2 separate regions of the Danio rerio genome follow, and region 2 is linked to region 1. The links are chromatin contacts, called in public Micro-C maps. All regions are on one chromosome and are shown on one strand. Each heading gives the region's core, a stretch centred on a gene start, on an enhancer-like site or on the middle of the called end of the contact. The rest is flanking DNA. Distances are from core to core; before and after follow the strand shown. Region 1 holds the start of dync1li1 (dynein, cytoplasmic 1, light intermediate chain 1). Region 2 holds the start of LOC100333241 (KAT8 regulatory NSL complex subunit 1).

What was found. Hi-C and Micro-C count contacts between places; a contact is called where the count stands out from the background.
Region 2: a contact with region 1 is called in a Micro-C map of caudal fin, with 4 times the contacts expected there. The contact joins the promoter of LOC100333241 here to the promoter of dync1li1 in region 1. A contact is called at or near these places in 1 of 18 Hi-C or Micro-C datasets (caudal fin) and 1 of 4 datasets of contacts at active chromatin or transcription factors (embryo).

The regions. Positions count from the first base shown.
Region 1 is chr19:21,279,950-21,287,227 of GRCz12tu, reverse strand. dync1li1 (dynein, cytoplasmic 1, light intermediate chain 1) reads left to right here and starts at 3,273. Exons shown (of 13, transcript NM_001102428.1): 1 at 3,273-3,376; 2 at 3,603-3,676; 3 at 5,821-5,937. The coding sequence starts at 3,273. cpne4b (copine IVb) reads right to left here and starts at 477. Exons shown (of 16, transcript XM_003200571.7): 1 at 270-477.
Region 2 is chr19:21,633,416-21,639,881 of GRCz12tu, reverse strand. LOC100333241 (KAT8 regulatory NSL complex subunit 1) reads right to left here and starts at 1,965. Exons shown (of 12, transcript XM_073931618.1): 1 at 249-1,965. The coding sequence starts at 1,783. It overlaps smarcc1b (SWI/SNF related BAF chromatin remodeling complex subunit C1b), which reads left to right and starts at 2,514. Exons shown (of 27, transcript NM_001089367.1): 1 at 2,514-2,709; 2 at 3,362-3,481; 3 at 3,634-3,719. The coding sequence starts at 2,533.

The DNA of each region.
Region 1 (7,278 bases), core at 2,024-4,523:
ATATTTGTTAGTCTTACAGTCTTTCTCAATTTGTCTTTTAATGACCCACAAACACCAAATGACATGTTGAAAAATTGACTGACAGCTAAGGTCTTACAATAGATGAACAATTACTACAAACACAATTCGATTCAAACAGAATCAACCGCCCTCTTTAAAACACTGATAGTATTTATGCATGTTCACATAAAATGTATGCTTAAAACTTAGATATTTTGGGGTGTATGCAAAACTATGAGGTACATTGTTTATAAAGGCACAAAACTTACCCACTGTTTTAAGTATAAGAACAAATCCCAAGGTATGCGAGAAAAAGTTCCTCAGTTTTAAGATTGTGTTGAGTGCAGTTTACGCACTGGACTCATTTTCCATCTGATTCCATGTTTAGATTTTCAGCCGTCATAAAAAAATGCAGCTCCATCGGGTTGAGCGTTAAAGGTGATGGATAGTCCGACCTGCAGGATCCTCTCTCCACATAAGAGCAGGGCACGCGCGCGCACTCCACTTAACTTCACTGTTTAGTCCTACTGTCAACGCTGGAGAGGAAGTACATGGCGCAAATACAGTGTAACCCTGCACTCTGGCGGTTAGTTCTGCAAATTACATTTAATCCCCATACAGGCATATAGTGAGAGTAAATGGTTGTATTTGATTTTTGGGGGTCTGGCCTTAAACAAATCCAGTAGGACGAGTAAACTGATTGTGAATTGTTGAGTGTGTGGTTGTCTGGTGAATATTTTTTTAGTTTGGTACAACATGTCGCAAAATAGGTATATGTTTTTGGTACAGATGCGCTGTAGAAAAAAATTTATTGAGCGATATAATATGCTCCTTCGGGCACAAAAAGATATGTGTTCATGGAGACTTGACAAGAATAGAATAGAATAGAATAGAATAGAATAGAATAGAATAGAATAGAATAGAATAGAATAGAATAGAATAGAATTACTATTTGTGGTATAGGTCCGTAGGCAGCCTGACGAAAGAGGTGGTTCTTTTTACTCAAAAAATGGACCTTTTTGCAGTTATTCGCCTCATTTTCTATTTAATTATGAGGTGTAAATACTGCATTTTAAGCACTTTTTTACTGGATTAGCTTGTCACATGGTCACACTTTTTGATGTACCAAAAGCATTTCCTGAAGATTTAGAATTAAGAAATAATACAATAATATATACAAAAAATATACAACACTTGTTTTAAAAATACTAATTTATTACATTTTATATCATTAGGAGAAAATAGAAATTTGTTTTTAAACAAAAAAGTGTAGCCTATTATCATTTATTACACTCTCAGAAAAAAATGTTACAATGTTGTAAAAAAACGGTGAAAACCCTTGTCACTGGGGCAGTACCTTACATTTACATTTAGTCATTTAGCAGACGTTTTTATCCAAAGCGACTTACAAATGAGGACAAGGAAGCAATTTACACAACTATAAGAGCAACAATGAATAAGTGCTGTAGGCAAGTTTCAGGTATGTAAAGTGTAAGAAGCAAAACATTAGTAATTTTTTTCTACCTTGCAACAGAATTGTGCCTTAAGACAAAGAAACAAATTTGTCATATCCAAAATTTGTAATTTATTATCAGTAAATATAAAACATCAAATACATTTTTAAACAAGGTTTCAGTTCATAATAAAAGTTTTTTGTGTAAATACACATTTTCAATTTACAATAAAGAATAAAACATACTTCACACAGAAATTAAAGATTTATGTTTTTGCTTAACATTTTTCACAACACTGTTAACAAAAATGTTACAGAAATACATTCTCTCATGTACAATATAACAATTTGTTTGCCAGTTTTCACACAATACCTTTTCTAATCACTTAAAAGTATTTTAATTAACTTTATTATAAAATGGAAATAGAATTATGCAAAAGTATTGTAACGAGAAATGCACAATGTTGATTAGTTTTACAATAATAAAATGTTTGCATGAACACTTTGCATATGCAGTACTTTTGCTAGCTCATGTGCATAGGGGGAAAAACAAAAGGTGTGGATATCAATAATGAAAATGTATTTTTCAGAAAATGTTTACCATATGTTTATTAAAATGTCATAAATGTTTAGTTTTGTTTTATCAGTTGTTTTGTATGGAACTTAATAATTAATGTTTATGAGTTTCTTTAAACATATTCTTTTAAGTTATGTTTACAAAAGATATCTGTATACCCTTGTGTACCTTTTTTCTGACAGTGAAAGCAAATTACAAACTGGCCAGCACATTAAACTTTCTTCAGTCAGAATTTGAGACACTAAATTTGGCACCAAAACTGCCAAATTCGTTGTCCCAGGTTCTGTACCAATGACCGACACAGGATTCCGCTTGGTCTTAAAGCTTTTTTCAATGTGTTATATTTACAATTTATTATGACATAGCAGTCAAAATAGAATAAATGAGCTAATGTTTGGGACAAATTCTCGACCTTTGTCAGTGAGGGGTGGGTCTATCGAACAACCCAAACCCCCTTATACAGGCCTGTGGTATTTGATTAATTTCAGGGCAGAGCGGTGGCTCAGTTGAATGCACGTCACCTAACACTAAAAAGGTTGCTTTGAGTGGTTTGAGTTTGGGTGTTTCCAGAAGGGCATCTGACGGATAAAACATATTCCAGAGTAAATGGTGGTTCATTCAGCTGGGGGGACCCCTGGTAAATCAGGGACTTTGCCAAAGGAATGTGAATTTTGGGTCATTAATGTGAATGTGAGGTTTTCATAATCCTTGACTAGGCTGTATTTTGAGCAACTGCTGTGATGGTTATGGAGGAGTGGTGAGCATGAGACTGATCCTTGTAAGACCACAGTGACAGACGAATCCTCGCATTGATCCTGAAGGGCCAGCCTGTACACAAGTTGGTGACCTCTCCCACCTGGACGTCCAGCGCTTTCCAGCCTTTTATAACATTTCAATATTTTAATAATCCTTAATAATAGGAATCTGAAACGTATTGATTTTTAAAGCTGTTGAGAACCTTTAAGCAATGAAAATGATAATAGATGTAAAGAATTCTTTGTGAAACAATTTAGAAAGATTTTTAGATTTCTTTAGAAGTGCTCTATTCTATTCTATTCTATTCTATTCTATTCTATTCTATTCTATTCTATTCTATTCTATTCTATTCTATTCTATTCTATTCACCTGAGATTTGGGACTGTGATTGCGGCTCGCCATGGTCCACGCCCAGCAAAAAAGCAACGCTCGGTTCTGTGCGAAACATCCGGGGCTCTTTCAGGGGTGTCACTCAAGCCTGCGAAGATGGCGACGACGGGCAGAAATACACTCCTATCGGTTAGCACAAATGTAAATAACAGCACTTCCGAAAGCCAAAACCCCGAGGAGGAGGATGGACAGAATTTATGGTAGGCTTAGCCGGACATTTTATCCTCCATTCAATCTTGGGTGTATGGTCAGAACGCAGATTTATATGGCTCAGAGCAGCATGTGACAGTTGTTAGCGGCTAACTTGCAAATTGCCCCAGCCGGGCAGGTACACAGGCCAGCCTGAATCAATGATCTCACTGATGCATGTTTCTAAAAGCATTGTGATTTAACATCTAATGCCACACTATGTTCCTCTGCGTTCAGGTCATCGATACTGAGTGAGGTGTCGACGCGCTCACGATCAAAATTGCCGTCAGGAAAAAATGTGGTGGTCATGGGTGGGTGTTTTTCTTGCCTCTGTCACGCAAAAATGCTGTTTCATGTGTGTTCTGCATCCCATTGTTTTGCATCCACTGGCTGGTTATCGTTGAACAACATAACAGCGTTAAGTAAACGCAATGGTTTGAACGTAACAACTCGCTTGCTCCGCCTGTGCACTGATGTGATTGTACGTTAAGTGTGTTATTGAGCACACGTTTATTGTTATTGAGCACACGTCATTGTCTAACGTTACATTCATCGCTGTCAGTCCCCGCTCGCTCTAAAAACATTGTCCTTTGAGTTTATCTACCATTTTTATAATGTGACATTAAATTCCGTTATAAAGGTTTGCATATGGTATACACTGTCGGGTGAATAGAGATAATCCGCACTCTCAGACACTGGACGTGTCTCAAATGCTTTCGTGTTGCCTATCTAGACAGCACCATAGGAGTGTTCCGAAGAACTAAATGCAAGACTGCTACATAACATGCTAATAACAAAGCAGATGTGCTTGCAATGAATAGAAAGTGCTGTCTCGTTGTCTTTTAGAAACGATAATGCTGTCTATGTAGGCAGCTCGCAAGGTTTTTTTAAACACAGCCAGTGACTGGCTCTTGTTTGCAGTATCAATGGGTGGCGTCAGACATATTTGTCATACAGACTTTGTTGGATAAAAGAATTTAATACAAATATAAAACTGTATTATTATTGTGAGGTATTTTTTCTTTACAAATTTGCATACTAATATACATAATGTGTTTGAAGTGTATTTGAAGAAATTCTCGAAAGTGGTAAATTAAGTGTGCATTTAAATATCTAATTTTATAAATTGTTCATTTAAATTGAATATAATAGATTAGGACATTTAAGACTTCACCTGTCAAAAATGAAAACATAGCATTATACATTTTGATTTTTAGTAACATATTTTGTTTTCAGCATTATTTTGCTAAAGTCTTATTATTGACTCTTAGTAGGTCTGAACAATAAATCATTTGAACATCAATATCCCAATGTGTATATTCGCAATTGTCACATTGTAGGACTAGATTATTTATTAAAGATTAAGATATTGTTGTACAACATTATTATACATTGATGACAATGTTATTCCATGCTTGATTGTTACAATTTTGTTTTTTAATTTTTAAACAAGTATTTTACAGTACTTTAGAAATGCTCAAAAATGTCTCTGGTAAATCAAATATAAAAGTTTGAAAACATTGACAAAGTCACACAAGTGGCAATTTTACATCGGTCACATATAATGGAGAGACAACACATCCATAACGGCATTTTTCCTCATAAATGCAAAAATGTCAAATAAAATAAAATGAATAATTTTTGTTCTATAGTGAGCCAGCTCTTATCCTTTTGATTAACATAATTTCTTTTTAGTTGTGCAGTTTAATTGACAGAATTTTTACAAAGTGTGTAAAAAAAACTCACAGACTTTTTTTTTTTGACACATCCATAACGCAAGATTATTTCCCCCATTTAAAGTATAAAAAATGATTGCATATTGATATTTTTATGATCCTGTAATTCTGTGGTTACTTGTTTTGGAAAATATAAACAGATGTTTTAATATAATGTTAACATATACTGTACTTTCTCTGTGAATTTATGTTTTGAGTTTTCACTGCAAATGTCACATCCATAACGCTGAATTGCTCATATGAAAAATATTGATTATATTTTATGCAGATTTCTGCATAGAAAAACACTTGATCACCCCAGTCAATCTGAATTCATGAAATCTTTCCAAATAGCAAAATTCTATTTATATTGCAGTAAAACAAAATATTGCAATTGCATTTTTTTTATATTGTGCGTGCAGCACAAACTGAGTAATTGCAAGAATATAATTATTTCATAGACTAAATGTCTATTAAAGATTTTGTAATCTGTTACAGGTCTTGAATTCAAATCTACATTGTGGATCAGTTCATCTTGTTAAATTAGTAATATGCTTTTATGAACATTAAAAACAGTGTACAGTCCATCCGTTGTTTTTATTTGCTTATGCTTGCATGTAGTTGTAAAAGCAGAGAGTGAGTAATTCAGTATGCATATATCCAGTTTATTTTTCAGGATCCAAATGTATCTCCTAAATGTTTAATATATTTATCTCTGTGTTAATATGACCTTTTAACAGGTGAAGTAGGGTCTGGTAAGACCACCCTGGTTGCGAAACTCCAAGGTGTAGAAGAGTACATGAAGGGACGAGGCTTAGAGTACCTGTATTTCAATGTTCACGATGATGATATTGATGGTAAGAATTTAAACATTGTCTATATAGATAGCTGGTTGTGATCTATTGCAACCAGTCAATAGACTGGCGGTTTTTAACACTGTTGTGTTTTGAAGTGGTGTTGTTGAAGTTTGTATTAACTTTGGTTAATAATCCTGTCATTATATTGTGTTAATTCCAAGTCAACACTATTATGATAAAACCTGGAAATGTAGATGGGTTTGGTTACTAGCCAAAGCATGAAGTGTAAAGTGTGTCGTACAAATACATACATACTCTGTTTGGTGTATATACAACTTTTACAGTTTAGTTTAATTTTGTTGTGAAAAAGTTTCATTTTTACCAGAATATTTTTTTTGTTTTGAAATTTAAATATTTCATGTTCTGTTTTTAACATACATATGCTGAAGTGAAATAAAAAAAACAATACTGACAGAACAATCATCACAATCAATTAGTTTTAAGCACGATAATCATCATTTCATACCTTATAGAGCAGCTTTAAAAGTTGTACATCTGTCCAAGGTCAAAAACAATTGACCTGTCTTGTAATGTACGTTGCAGCATCACCTCTATTGTTACATCATCTGCATCAGTTTAAGGATCCAATTTCTCTAAACCTCTCCTTTAAAAAGCATACTCTGCTTAAGTGTTGGTTAGATGGCTCAGTTTGTTGTGGAAGTTTACCATCTACAGCCTGTGTCGGTAACTATATCTGAATTTCAGCTCTGATTCAGCACTTGGAAAAACATAAAACAAGTAAGAGTCCAATCACGCCGAACACGCTTTTTGCATTGAGAGGCGCCTTTTTTAAATGGTTTACTAATGGCCGCGAGCCTTTTGTGCAATGCTTATGCGCCCTGCATGCCTACCATTTTTGTCATTGTGCACCATGCACTTCGCAATGGAAAAAAGTCTACTCTGAGCGGAAAAAGCGCGTTACATCAGTTGCATCTTTTTCATTCTCCAGTCAAATAAAAGCAAAGGCTTTGTCAAAAATCAGTGTTTGTGTTACCAAGACAACTACAAAGAGTTTTGAAGATGGAGGAGACCCTTGTGATTGCTGTTTTGAGTTATCCAGAGCTGTATGAATCAAATTGTGAATATAACGATAAATTAAAAATTTAAATTATATCAACAGCAACACTCAAACACATTACGCAGCTGATTCAGTCATTGCCTAGTGACATACAAAGTGCACCTCGCTTTTTTTTTTTTCTTGCCAACAAAAAAGGCAATGTGATGCACCTCGCGTTTTTGGAAAGTAAAAGCGCGTTCAGTATGATCAGCTCCTAACAATGGTGTTGGTTTTACTTTCTTAATTTAAAAGCGAGTCTATGTTAACATGCATATGCTGAAGTA
Region 2 (6,466 bases), core at 716-3,215, 350 kb before region 1:
CAAAAAAAGGAACTGAAACTGTTTGGTTAATTAAAATTCTTTCAAATATCGTTGTTCAGTTCAGGTTGGGGTCGTTTTAAAAGACTGATTTAATAGGGGAGAGATAGACAACAGAATTGACACTTTTGAGTGAAAAATCCCTTTAACTTCTATTTTTTCGGCATACAACTGAGTAGTGTTGACTCAAATTTACAAGGATAAAAAAGTTATTTACTGAGAGTAAAGGATAACTTAACCCTAAATCTTACATTGATTTTATCGACGGCCTAAAGCGATGTCCTCCTCTCTCCAATCCCTCGTCTTCCTCGATGTCGCTGCCTCCTCCAGAGCTGCTGGCTGTGTGGTCCGAGTCCAGAGCGCTTTCCGCAGTCCGGAGGATCTCGCTACAGCTGCGCGCGAGCCTGCTCAGCTCAGTCGACTTTCTGGAAACAGCACTAGGCCTCCTGGTGCAGCTCAACCCCGGTCTCCTGTATAGGCCACTCAGTTGCTGCTTCACATGCCTCTCCACTTGCTTCACCTGTACGGCCTGCAGGCGCCTCCAGAGGTGGTCAGTACGACCCTCTAGCTCTGCCTGCCTGCGTTCGGCTTCACCCCTCACCGCCTCTATATGCTCCGTGCTGGGCCCCTCAGTCCTCTCTGCATCAATGCCCACACCTGCACTCTCACACGTCTGTGGTTCTGGCTCTGTCCCATTAGGAGGCCCACTCTCGGACTGAGAGAATCTAATGAAGTGGGCAGACAGAGTCTTTTTAATGCAATCACGCGGGTCATACTCGGGTTCAGGGGCCTGGAGAGAAAGTTGCTGTGTGAGGCTATCGTGAGGGGCACCGTTTCCGCTGACCCCGTTGTTATGGTTGGCAGAGCTGGCAAGAAAGGAGCGCACCCTATACAGTCTGACGCGCCCCTTCGCCGTCCTGCATGTGGGCAGCTTGGTATTTTCTTCGGGCACGCACGATGCGAAAGTCATTTTCTGAGCTCCAGTCGTGTTCTCGCATTGGATGCGACGTGAGGACGTTCGCCTGACAGTCTCGGCAGTGCTCGAAGAGCCCTTCTCGGGAGCTTCACCGTTGAAACCAACGCGGGCCGCGGCATCAGAGCTGCCGCAATACGTTCCCGAGAAACACACCCTCTTGGAGGTTCGGTTGAAACTGCATCCCCGACGCTTGATGACCGCGGGCTCGGAGTGCCCGTGACCACACCTTGCAGCGGCTGTCATCATCGCGCGCTCGGTCCCGGTGTGCACCGCGTATCCTCGTCGGACTCTTGCTGTTCGCACCGGCGGCAGTCTCGCGCTCGCTCTGCGTTCGTCCCTCCGTGTGGTTGCGCTCATGAAACACCGCAAACCAGCTCCATTGTGATCAATATTAATGCTGTTATCCTCGCTTGCACCAGCGCTTTGTCTACAAAAACGCCCGCGTCCTCCGTCGTATTCCCCCGAATCCGCACACTCGTCTCCCTCCCGTGTAATATAAGCAGCGCCGTTGGTGAAAAATCCCTCCTCGTTCATTTTCTGGGCCAGATCCGCATCGACGGAGGTGGCACAGTCCCATTCGCGGAACGCCTGGGCCTCGGCTACGCTGCTCTCCCGGTCTGAGCTCTGCACTGGGGCAGCGCTGGTGGCTGTAGCCGCAGCGGCCGAGCTTCCGTCACCACTGACGGTCTCACCGCAGCCTCCTCCCCCGCAGCAGCGGCTGGCGCTATGCGGACACCCGGCCCCACAACTCTCCACTCCAGGCCCGACTGCACTAGTGCTCATTTTATTCCGATTGCAGTAATAATACATCGCTGTGTTGTTAGCATGGCCGGGTGTGAAGCGAAAACATACGACGAAGCTCCGTTAGCGTATATTTTTCCCTTTTCGAAAGCAAGACGGGCTTCTCTTTTTCACCCGTCTTGCCTTTCGCTGCACTGTTGGCTGTCTCCAGCACTCCCTATTCGCACTGAGCATGCGCCATTCATTAGCCCAACCTTCAGTAGAGAATTAGGGTTTTTTTAAAAACTAGTTCACACCTTTTACAGTCTATGGTTTACACTCGGCGTTTTGTCGCACGCCGTGGGTTTATTGAATGTTGTTGTAAAATATATATTTCTAAAAGTAAAAATATTAACCTTTAAAACTGTTCAGCGATTATCAAGTGTTTAAAAAGATGACACAGCAGTCGTCATGCACGGTTTTTTGAATGAATAGGTTGAAAAATGCGATATGAAGCTGTTCATTCGCAGCTTTTAGCACAGCAATTAAACATAATTTAATCCGTTATGTCTGAATGTAAGCATATACTCACGCGCGCACGAATTTAATGTAAAAATGTGTTTCAAATTCAAATAAACGTTTTATTTGACTAATTAATCAATTGTATTTAATTGCCTGTGGTTCTGGTACACAGCATATACTATGTACTGTGTGTAGCCTACTGTACTCGTATCAAGTATGCAGTAGAGGTGCCGTTGGCGCCTTTTTCGGTCTAACCGCTAGAGGAGCTGTGGAGTCTTCAGTTCTTCTGGGTAGCGGAGGCTAATTAGCATGAAACAATGGCCGCACAAACGCAAGGATCGGCTGCAGCGGGACTTACGACAAGTCAAGTCAGTTGTAGCACCTCAATAAGCCGAAAAATGGACGGTGGACCATGCTGTAAATACTGGGAGAACCCGGAAATAATGTCTCAGATGGAAACGGTTCGCAGTTGGATCGGGAAGCATTATAAAAAGGTCAGAGAGCTAGCAAGAGCAACCCATAAATGATGTGGTTACCTGAGATTTTCTTTTGTTTATCTGCCACTTTCTGTCCAGCGTTAACGTATTGGGCTGCAAAATATCATTTTATATGGCTGTATTTTGTTTGTGTGACCAAAATAATAAAGAAATGAACTGTTGTGAAATGAACAGAGTACCTTCTCAACGCAATTGACAGGACAGAAGTGACTATCCCCATCCTGGGTTTATGTTGGCAACAAACTTCTGTTTAACGTTATATTAGACGCCACAACTTTACCATTTGATTCAGTAAAACATATTTGTGGTTCTCCAAAACGCTAACGTTAGACATTTAAATGACGATGATGATTATGTTAGCAGCGTGCTAGCAACTTTGTGTCTGCAAAAACTAATTTGTGGTCAGAGGTGTTTGTTTACATGACCTCATTGACACACCCCCCTCATAGCGGCATGTCATACCTTTCCACCAAGTTATCTACTGTGTAGGGAACACATACCTTAATTCATTGAATGTATAATATATTTCTCTGTGTACACAACTTTAGTGAAAGCACTTCAACACTTGTCCCTCTGTGAAAATTGTTCTGTTGCAGCTCTATATCCAGTTTCCATAAATATTATTTTGTTGTTGTTTTTCCCCTCCAAGAATGTGCAGTCTGATGCTCCCTCATGCAAGTCTCTAACTGGTCTGGTCATCCAACTTCTGCAGTTTCAGGAAGATTCTTTTGGTCGTCGAGCAAATAAGCCAAACTTTACAAAACTTCCCGTGAGTCATTATTTTACCTTATCTTTCTCTGACAAGTTTAGATATGCACATTTATCCAATGAGTCAATATAGTAATATAGTAAGCACAACAGATTTACAGAATAAGTAATTAGCATGGATTTGTTTTCAACTCTGTTTCTTTGTCTTTATAGGCCAAGTGTTTTCAGGACCTGAGGCCAGGAGGTGCTCTCTGCCACATACTGGGATCAGTGTACAAGTTTAAGACCGAACAGGGCTGGTTGGTATTATTATTTCAGAATACAGTGCATGAACTATGACGTCGCCTTGTAGGCTAATCGGCTGCTAGCATAAAATTGGTTCCCTCGATATGAATCTCTGTAGGATTTTCCCATAGGTTCATTACACTTACATGTAATCCTCACACAAAAATACAACTTTTAGCACTTTTGGATCTTAAATGCAAGAATTGAAAAAGCTAACACTAGGCTATAAAAGGATTACAGTGCCTTCAGGGGGCTCGCCTGTGATGTCCGTACCACCCTGGTACAGACAACTTTTCAAGCTTATTTTTAGAAATGTGGTCCATGACAAAGATATACTCTCTCGGTTTATTATATTATAATCCACGCTATATATTATAAACAAAAAAAATCAGCAAAAACACATAGACCTACGTACCTTTTGGATAGTTTTTTTTACGTGGGAAATACATTTTGTTATGCTTTACGGTTGTTCTCAAAGTTTTAGACCTGTAAAATATAAATGTGCCTACATAGTATTATGATAAGACGTATTAAAATAAGTGTATCGCTCGCGTTTATACAGCCCGCTTACCTTAGTAACATATGACAGAAATGAGACATGAGGGACAAGTCTATATGCCTGCAAGTTCCATCATGGACACAGAACAACATTCAATATTCTTTTTTTGTCACAAAGTACAGCGAAAAGCAGCCCATACAGTCACATGCTATAGCTTTTAAGGAGAAATGTAAATATTGCAGTTATGACATAGTTAAATGTGTTCAGATGAAGAAAAAACGACAAAAATAAATAAATTGATTACGTTAAAATGACAGTTAATATGTTTTTATTTTTTTACACGTTTATTTTCACGTTTGCATCACTGAGGGCAGGAAAGAGACAGGCTGCACTGGTAAGCAGTATCTTCATAATATAATTTAATTAAAATGATCAACAAATTATTTCGTCTTGACAGTCTTTACAAAATGTTAAATTAGTCTCTGATGACTACATAGCATATATGTGACTTAGGAAGTAAAAAAAAAAATCAAAAGGTTTTATAACCTTATTTAAAAATTACAGATATGACCCCAATGGAAAGTTTTGTTTGATCATATTTGGAATGGTGATGAATGTTAATGAGCTCTGCTCTTACTCAGCAGTTCTCTCTTTATCACATGCATATGTGCGCGCACAAAGCATTCTAAGCTCTGGAATATACACATGCAAAATAACCACTTTTCAGTTGGCAAAAAATATCTGAGTATATGCCTCTGAAATGACAATGATTTAAACTAAAGTGTAGAAGATGTTCACATTAAAAGCTAGTCTTCATGCGGGGTGTCCGCAGGGTCTTAAAAATATTAAAAGTTGATAAATCAATGTAGAGAAATTTAAGGTCCTTAAAAAGTCGTAATTGCTATTATGCAATGTATTACATTTTATATAATTTTTGATAATACATTGTATAGTTGTATGCTAAAGTGTGCCTAAATTACATCTGTAAATATCAGGATGCTGTGTAGTTTATGAAATCAATAAAATCTTGCTAGATTTGACATCATGCTGCTTTGTTTATTGCAGTAATCAAGGCAACACCATTATTTCTGCAGTTCTATAGGCACCAACCTGCTAATTTAGCTAGATTTAATAGATTTTTATTCAGGATATGAATAATGTTTTAGTTTTACATTTGTTTCTTACATGAATATTTAGTAAACATACTGTAAGTTAAAATCTCAATTCCAGTTGAAACACTGGGAAGATTAAAAAAAAAAAAATCTTGCCGGTCTTAAAAAATGTCTTAAAAGCTAATCACTCTCTGAATATCACTCTCTGATTCCTGTATTTGAGTTATGTGTTGTGGATGAAATATTAAAATATGTGCGATGCATAAACTTGCATTAAACACTAATCCAGCAGTATAACATGTCTTATTACAAATGTAAATGTGGATAATGCTTCATTGAAGGAATATTATATCACTAAAAACATTTGATCAGTTCACACTTGGATCTAAAATTGGCACCACCCCCAAAATTAAATAAAAGCAAATCTGAGCAAAACATCAGATTTTTTATTTATTTTATTTTTTATTTTTTTGCAGTTGTTATTTTAGTTTTCAGGAATTATTCTAATTATCAGATTTTGCAGTGTTGAAAACAGTTGTGTTGTTCTTAATATGTTTATGTAAATTGTGTTAAGTTGTCATCCATGTTTTTGCTTTGAACTAATTTTCAAAATGCAGCATATACAGTGCTCAGCATATATAAGCACATCCCTCACAAATCTATCTTTTAAATTCATATTTTAATAGGAAGCTGTACAATATTATATGTGTGCATGTACATTAGATTAGTCAGTACTGAAGCCAAATCTGGAGCTTATCTAACAAAATAACTTCTTATGGCGGTCCAAAAACTTGTATACCCAAATGTATATGTTATAGGGGAAAAAATGTTTTTTTAATTGTTAAATTTAATTGTATTATCTTTCAATTTCTAAATAAGTTTTTTGACTAAAATATTATTTTATTAAATATATCTATTTAATAAATCTGTTCTGTGTAAATGCACCAAAATACATTGCCTATATTCACCGAGAAATGGATCAAAATATTCATTTTTAAAATAGGATGTACTCAATTGTGCCGAGCACTGTATCTGAAATGTTAAACTTTTGTAAGGGTGTCTTTGCTTTCACCTTTGATTTTAAGTTAATGCATGCAATAGTATATGTGAATGTTTTTACATTTGATATTAAGATATTAATGTCAGTTTT